2 separate regions of the Sus scrofa genome follow, and region 1 is linked to region 2. The links are chromatin contacts, called in public Hi-C maps. All regions are on one chromosome and are shown on one strand. The core of a region is the stretch at or near the end of the contact, and the rest is flanking DNA. Distances in the headings are between cores, read along the strand shown. Region 1 holds the start of ZFP36L1 (mRNA decay activator protein ZFP36L1). Region 2 has its middle 140 kb from the start of ZFP36L1.

The links. A called contact is a pair of places that touch in the nucleus more often than the background predicts.
Region 1: a contact with region 2 is called in a Hi-C map of omental adipose tissue, with 1.6 times the contacts expected there. The contact joins the promoter of ZFP36L1 here to the enhancer-like site in region 2. A contact is called at or near these places in 6 of 47 Hi-C or Micro-C datasets (embryonic fibroblasts, epiblast stem cells, fetal skeletal muscle and 2 more) and 2 of 2 datasets of contacts at active chromatin or transcription factors (alveolar macrophages and skeletal muscle).

What each region holds. Positions count from the first base shown.
Region 1 is chr7:92,494,478-92,498,772 of Sscrofa11.1, forward strand. ZFP36L1 (mRNA decay activator protein ZFP36L1) reads right to left here and starts at 1,387. Exons shown (of 2, transcript XM_013989124.2): 1 at 894-1,387. The coding sequence starts at 950.
Region 2 is chr7:92,356,218-92,360,076 of Sscrofa11.1, forward strand. No RefSeq gene overlaps it. Among named protein-coding and RNA genes, the nearest start is that of ZFP36L1, 140 kb to the right of the region's middle. Within about 2 kb of position 1,339, at least 7 of the 83 cell types and tissues checked have an H3K27ac peak or open chromatin away from gene starts, as enhancers often do. A contact at or near this core is called in omental adipose tissue, where this site is marked.

The DNA.
Region 1 (4,295 bases), core at 137-2,636, 140 kb after region 2:
ACTCCTGGAACACTCGGGATTTAAAACTTGCCTTTTTCCACACCGGCTGGCAAGCTACACGGCTTAAGGAGGCCCCTATTATATCCTTCCTCGCGGAGACCCTTGAACTCAAACAGGAGTTTCGTTGTCGGTACCCCCCCGCCCAATTCCCTCTACATCTACGAGTCGCGGTCCCTTGGGAAAAAAAAGGTGAGCGAGTCCCACGTTCGCCCAAAGTCTGCAGGAGATCGGCTATCACAGGAGGAAGCCTGGCCGAACTGTGGCGAGCTGAAGTCCCACTGCAAACTCGTTTTGCAACATCCTTTGAATCACAACTCTTGGCCTTTTTCTCGCAGATCCCCAGCCTCTCCAGAACAGAAGGGGACACATCCCAGCAAAACACTGTCCTGAGATTTACCTCTCCACCGGACCCCCACTTCCCGAGCCGCAGTCCGGCAATGTGGCTGGAGAGACTCGAACCCCCTCCCGGCAGCGGTGTCGCCCGGCAGCGGCGACACCCTGAGCGCTCACAGGGAAACCGAGCCCACTACCGAAACCGGGCTCAAAAGCAGCACGTTATGGACGAATGAATCACCGAAAAAAAGAAAAAAAAAAAAAACTGCCCCGGTCAATGCCCCGCGTCCCCCGGGCAGCCCCACGTAAACTTCGCCCCTCAAAACTCTGGACTCCAGATTCCCATGTAATCCCCGCCAGGAGCTGCTGAAATTCAAAGGATGGGAAGGAAAGCGCCAAATTCCTTCAAACTGGGGGGCGAAATGGGGCGGAAAAAACAACTACCTCGCCTCTCCTCGCTTTTTCCCAGTCTTCCCAGACCTAAACTTTGGGGGGTTCTTTTGGCAGACAAGAGAAAAAAGAAAAAGGCTTAGAAAAGTAAATGCTCCGCCCCACTTTACCTTGCATAAAACTTCGCTCAAGTCGAAGATGGTGGCAGACACAAGGGTGGTAGTCATCCTGGGCGCTCGCACGGGGCAGGGACGAGGATCTGGTTTGTTGTGAAGGTCCCGGTGCGGGGAAGGCTCTCCGGTCTGGAGTCCCACACGCCTGCTCCCGGCGCCCCTCGCCTTTCTGACTCTCCCCGGCTGCGGCGCGCGAAGCCCAATTTATATAAGTTTCAGATTTGGTGGGCCGGAGAAGAGGGAGGAGCTTTAAACTTATTTAAATGAGGAAGAGGAGGAAAAAAAGTTGATTGACACTGAAGTTGAATCAGCCATGCGGTCAAACTCGGGGGAAAAAAAAAAAGAAAGAAACTTTCAAAAGGAAGAAGGGGGAGGGGAGACGAGGAAAGAAGGCAAAGAAGAAAAAAAAAAAAACCCACTGCGAGCTGCGCACAACTTTTTTTCTTAAAGAGGAAAAGTTTCGACTCCGCTCGCTTGGCTACCCCTCGCTGCAGGCGCCCCTCTCTGGGGCGGTGCGCCGCGCGGGGGGAGGAGGGGAGCCCCCCCCTTTGTCAGCCTGCGAGCGCGGCTCTGTGACATCACTCATTCCACCCTCTTCGGGGTTCTTGTTGTTGTGTTGTTGTTTTTTTGTCGGGCAGGAAGGCGGGCTCGACTTTCTCTTTTTGCAAGCTGGAGCAGAAGCCCGTCCTTAGCGCCCGGGCTGCGGTTTCCATCTTGAGCAGATCTCCCTTGAAACTTCTCCAAGTACCCGCATAACTTACTCTTTCCCCGAGTTTTCTTTCGCACTCGGCTCCCCTCCGCAAACCCCACGGGGAGAGGAGATTGAAAATAAGAAGCTCACAAAGCGTTCAAGTTTAGGGTTTTGTTTTTTTTCAGGGGCGGGGATGGGGGTTGAGAGAGGAGGATTAGGAGACTTTTTTCCCCCCAGGAGGCCCTGGCCTGGCGGGGACGAGCACAGAGCGATTTAGCCCGCCGCACGCGTCTACACCCGCGATCGCTTTGCAGCGGACACCCTCCGAGAGTGGACTGGAGGGGTGGGGGGGGCGGGTTGTTAGCGAAAAGACCACGGCCCTGGCGGATTGTTTTAACAGGCTTGGGAGTGTATTTATTTCACACATCGATCTTTAAACGTTTTTGTAAAGAAAACCCGAATCCTCATGAGCGCCTCTTCTCCTCCTCGGAGGGAAAAAAAAAACCCACCCAGCAAGGCACAACTTTCCCCGCGCACTCTGAACCACGGGCCGCGCCGAAACTACCCCTACCAACACACATGCGCGCGCACACACACACACACGCACACACACACACACATACACCTAAACCACTGAACAAGGAAAAAAAAGTTGCTTTGGTAAAATAAAGGTAAAGAGATGGAGGAAGGCGACACTTTTAACTTATTGTTGCTTCTCCCCCGCCCCCAGGGGAACGGAACATATGGCTTGTCACAGTGAGCTGTTTTGGCGGGATGGGAGGAGGGGGGATATGGGATCCTCGAAACCGAAATGCCCCAATTGATTATTATGCTTTTGAAAACTGGGAAGTATATATTTATTTACTGTTAAGTTCAGATGCCCCTTCACCCACCCAAATAAAAAGTTGTCAACGTGTGCCCCACTGCCCACGGGTTGCTGGCGAGAAGACCGTGATGGAAATCTTGGGGCCGCATTTCTTTCCTATTTCCCCGCGTGCCCGGACGCCTCCTTGGCCCTCGCACGTTTCTTCCCAGCACTCGAGGCGGCCGGGTCTGTTATGAAACCCTGTGCGCTGAGTGGCTAAGAGCGGGTTCCATTGCGATGTAATTAGGTCACCCCATTATGAGCACGTTTCTTTGGAAAGGACGGGGCGGGCGGAGTAGAGCGCCTGAGTCGCACTCTCACACCACCACCAACACACACACACACACACACACACACATTTTTACTGCATTTCTTATTTATTCGTCAGCCTCTGAGCAAACCCGGAAACCTTCCAAATCACAACTGTTTTAGAAACCTGTCGTTTTTCATCTTTGCGAAACACAAAACTTTTGCTGCAGCCACAAACCTACGTGATCCTCAGTCCGCCCTTTTATTTGTCCCCTCTGACTTAAATTGATGGCTCCCCATTTTTAACCCGGCTGCTGCCCCAACTTTTTCTGTCCAGCCGCTTGTTGCTTCCCTCCCGCTGCTCCCATTTTTCAGCTTTTCTTGAAATCTGGCAAGCGCCAGAAGGGGAAATAACTTCCATCCACCTTAATTTAAATCATTCAAATGTAGGTTTCTTTCTTAAAGGGCTGTTTGCTCACTCTCTTCCCGGCTCGGAGGAGTTGGGGCGGGGGGAGCGGTTTCGTGCAGTTTCTTAGCGATGAGGTAATGAGTTCCAGATTTCAGGACAGAATAGGGTGCGCGTTAAAACCACAATGTTAGTCTGCGTCCTGATGTGAAGCTATTTCGGTTTTTGATTCCCCCACTCCCCCAGCAAAAAAAAAAAAAAAAGTCCGTTGGTCTTTAAGTCTGGAGTGTTCCCGAAGCTCTGCTGGGGGGCGGGGAAGGGCGGAGAAGCCAGGGTGGAAAGAGAGGGGGAAGGGGACCGGGAGCGGGCGGGGCCCAGGTCGCGTCCAGACCCGCACCCGTTCTCCCCCTCTTTCAGCGACTCGTCTCCCCCCCTCCCCCGCTCCCCGCGCGCCCCGCAGCTGCGGGACCAGCCAGAAGCACCATCGAGCGGCGTGGGCGCCCCGTGCTGGTTGAGAAGTTTTGTTTTGTTTTTTCCCCAAAGACAACACCGATTCCTCGAATTTCCTCCGCTTCTCCAACTCCCGGAGGGTGCTCCCCTCCCCCGCTCCCGAGGGCGCGGGCTCCGCGGGCGGTGTCCAGCCTGGCCCGCTCGCTCTGGAGTTGTTTACCGGCCTCGCCGACCGACCGGGTTTGTTCCAGCTCCCAGAGCCTGTCTCTATAATTAAACTCTTTTTTTAATTGTCGGGTTGCAACGTCATTTCGGGGACTTTCCAAGGGTGAGGGAGCCGGCCTCCTTAACCCTTCCCTGACCCGGCATTCGCGCCGCGGCGGGCCAGGGGGCAGTGTCCTGCCGGGCGGAGGAGCGCGAGAGCCAGCCTGCCCCTGCCTCGACGTGCTCGGCAGGTGCCGGGGGAGGGGAGGCGGGAGCGGCAGTGAGCCGCGACCCCGGCCGGAAGCCCGACGGGAGGCGTGCGCGGCCCTCCCCCGCCTCCTGCGCTCTGCGCTCAGCCCTCGGGTTCCTGGCTCGCGCTGGGCGGGGAGAGGCCGCCCCTTCACCTGCGCTGCCGCTTCCGACCGGGAGGCGCTGCGGCAGGTCTGCCGTCCCAGGCCCGACTTCCGGGCCTTCCCCGTTCGCACTGAGCCGGTCCCCTGGCGAGGAGGGGCTGGCCAGGTATTTTTGACTTGA
Region 2 (3,859 bases), core at 89-2,588:
CCCGCTCTGACCGCCAGCAGTCTGAACCCCAATCTGCCTCTCTTTATGCTTCACCCCCTGGGCATGGGGTTTGCTTTCTGCACAACACGGACAAGTCACCTCGAAGGCCTCCCTCTGGTTTCACCCTCCCTTTTATTTGCCTCACCTTTTCTTTCACACATTCCCCATGCGATGGGGTTTTGGGTGCCCTCCCCTATCTGCATGCCTCTTCCCAAATGTAGCCCAAATTTCTTCATGCTTCTCCTTTAAAAGTGACACCCACTGTGGCCTTCCAGATGGGACGGACCAGGAAAGAGTCTAGCAGAATGACCTCCCTGTCCTCAACACCTTTCTTCAGTTAATGTCACGTGAAATCATACCAGTTTTCTTGGTAATCATGCAGGTTGACTCATGTCAAGTTTATCATCAACACAAACCCCCAAGTCTTTCACATCCCCCCATCCGAGATGTGTATAATTCCAATGTTTTGGCCCCAAGGTTCTGGATGGACTTTTAACTCTATTATATGGCATCAGGTTACATTCAGCCAGGATTCAACCAAACTGTTGGGATTTGGGAAGATTGCAATTCTGTCATCCAAGGTATAAGGTACTCCTGGCCTGGAGTAAGTCTGACCTTTTCTGGTGGAACTGTTGAAATGCTAGGAATCTAGGAGAGCTCTGGGACACTGATGGGACCATTTGTTCAGGGTGACATTCATCTATTGGTCAATGTTTTAGGATCAGTCACCCAGGACATCCCCAGCTGCTCCATTTATACTGTCTTCCAGCCCTCGTTGTCCTCAAGAGTGCCTCAAGGAGCCTGCTCTGCTCGATGCCATGAGCTCCCAACTTCAGAATCCCATGCACGCCCACCCAAAAGGGCAACTGATAGATCATCTTTTTCTTGGGGACTCCATGCTGAGTTGGGATGGCCAGCATTTTCTTTCCTAAGTCTTTAGAAGACATCCCTTTACCTGTAGAAGAAGAGATGATCCCTGAACTCCAGAGCAGGAGCTGCTCTCAGACAGCCAGACTGGTTAACGCATTGTGCTGGGCACGTCTATTTACTCCTCCAGAACTTCTTTCTGTCCTTCTCCCCCCAGGAGGCTGACTTTGAGGATGACTTCACTGGGCACCCTTGCCTTCTGGCTTCAGTTGGGCTCAGCCAATTGGAGGCACCAAGAGAGAGGAGGGTGGAGCAAGGGTGGGGTCTGTATTCCCCTGGTTTCTCTCTACCAGCCCTGTGTCTTTCTAATGTCCTCTACCCGAGGCCATAGCTCCTGTTGAGTGGCTCTCTCCTAAGGCACTTTCCCTCATGCCTCTCTCCCTCTGTCCACTCCAGCTTTCACTCCTGCTAGGCCTGGAGGACTTCACCAAGCCTTGCTAGTTTACTTTAACCCTCCTCATAATCTCTAAGTCCTCCCATTTCTACACTCTCCTGGCTTACCCCATTGGAATTTGCCATCTCTCTCCTGCCAGGATGGTGATGGATGCATTCAGGTTCTGAATCATGTTGCCTTAGAAAAACCATGCTCAGGTCTGTGGGGGGAGGTGTGGGTGTTGGTGAGAGCACATGGTGGTTAAGGGTACCGAATTTGTAGTCTAACTGACTGAGGTTGACTTCGACTTCCAGCATTTTTGACTTCTGTGGCTATTTAACTTCATTAGCTTCTGCTTTGTCTTCTGTAAAATGAGAGTAGTATCCCTCCTCCCAACCTTATCGCAAGGACGTTGGTGAGATCATATTTATAAAACATGGACTTTTGCATCAAATTATAATGCATCTCTTATTATTGAGAGTTGTCCCGGATTATGATTAAAAGGAAAATCCATCCACTGAGGGTGTTGCTTTGGCACGAGGATCAGCTAGCAATATGCTGCAAGGTTTTACTAGTTACAGCGACCGAGGTATTTGGACCTCAGTAATCTGCCCACACACTACAGGAGAAAGAAAACGTAAGTGTTATGGTCGTTGTTATTTTTGTAGCTGGAGAAGCTGTCAATTCTATTACTTATTTTCAAGAAAAATTTTAGCTAAGGATATTCTAAGAAGCTGTTTTTTACATTCTATCTGAACCCCTTTCCTAGCCCTTTTTGGCACAATATTAAAGTCCACAACCACAAGCACGATTCCTACATGTTTAGGCTACAGAAACATGGTGCCCTTTCACCTGCCCTTGCAGAGCTCCCCCCACCCCATCCTCCTCCAAATGATGTTCTTACCAAATAAGACTTAGAGGAGAGTCTCTTAACTCTGTCCAAAGCTAAACCCAAAAGAGGTCAAAGGTTCCCTGGTCAGTCACATTTCACCCAACTATTTTTAGCTGGCTTAGGACGAAACAAGTTTCCCCAAAGATCTGGGCCTTGTGAAAGTTGGACATTCTGCCAAGGTGGAGGATACAGCTCTACCCGTTGGATGAGAAAGAACAATTCCTCCCTTCATTGCCCCGGATATCTATTTGCTGCCAAGGAATCTTCCCACCTGCTCTGTCTTGCTTGCATTTGATCACATTGGGTTGGTCTGCTTATCTGCTGTTCCAACCCCAGCCTTTACTACTGAGCCGTTGCTATGGAACCGTCAATGTGTCGGTTCATCCTATGGATCGTCTCCCGCCATGTTATCTTCCAGCTCCTGTGCTAGAGCTTGGCAGGTCTGGATATCTATCTGAATGGAACGCATGACAAAATGTCATGGATTCTCAACCTGGACACACTTCTTTTCCCTGGTCTCTCTCTCCTGAGAGCCCCAAGGTCTGCCATGCTCCTCTGTCCTTTCAGCCCCTTCCTCCCACTACTCAACACGGATGCATCAAGGGCAACATCTTCCTGCCCGAGACATCTGCCCTTCCACATACTCCATGTGACTTCCACCCTCTGACCTCTGTTGCTGGAATCCCTTAGAGTTAGAAAACAGAGATGTTTCCATGACTTTTAAGGTTTGGATTGGCAAAGCAGCAAGGGGAAGGGAGTGAGGGACCGAGCTTCCTGACCCTCCAGAGTGCTGCTAAGAGCAATGCCATGGGAAGGTGACCTCCCACAGGCCTGGGAGCCACCCCAGTGGGTGACACCATTGAAGACTTGAGGTCAGCTCTTCTGTTCCCCACTCCTCAGGCAGGATACTGGGCAGATGGAAACTGAGTTTTAAGTTAAAGGATGTGGATAGAGCTCCATTCAGTGATTTATGGTCTAGGCCAAGGTTTTCAAAACTGTATAAAGACTATTCCTGGACGAGTTCCTTATTAGTCATATGTGTGAAATGGAACATCGCTTTGTCAAAATATACCCCCCCACTCCTCCCAGCTATGTCTATAATCAGGTTCTGGAAATAGAGCTGGGGTTGGGAAAGGGACTTAAGGGAAGAACGCTTACTAATAAAACTTGCATCACCCTGGCAGCAGCAATTGCACAGGCACTGATGGAAGAGATCCTGGAGAAATCAGAAAAGGGTAATCAACTTCATGTTGGCCTCACCCCAGGGTGCTTTTCCATAAATAAATAGGTTATGGATGTTTAAGCTTCCTCATTAGTCATTTTAACTATTCAGTATTCATCTACTCTTCTGGTACCCATGCCCCATTTTCTTCTTGGGAATCCATACTGCCTCTGCTCTTGTCCATGAGATTCCAGGGCATCTCAAGATAAAGCCATGAGCAGGCCTGAGCAATCAGTGCAGTCCGTTCTCCTGGCACAGTGATTGGTTTAGGAACTGGCATCTGACCAATCAGATTCAATAAGACACCTTGAGGTTTTTCCCAGTATTTTTTGGGAAGGAGACTCACTCATTTCCCTTGAACCTCAGATCTGAGAGATATAGGCCTAGAATTGCTCTTATTTTTTGTCATGTAAAACCAAGAGCAGAGTGAGAGATAGAAGTAATT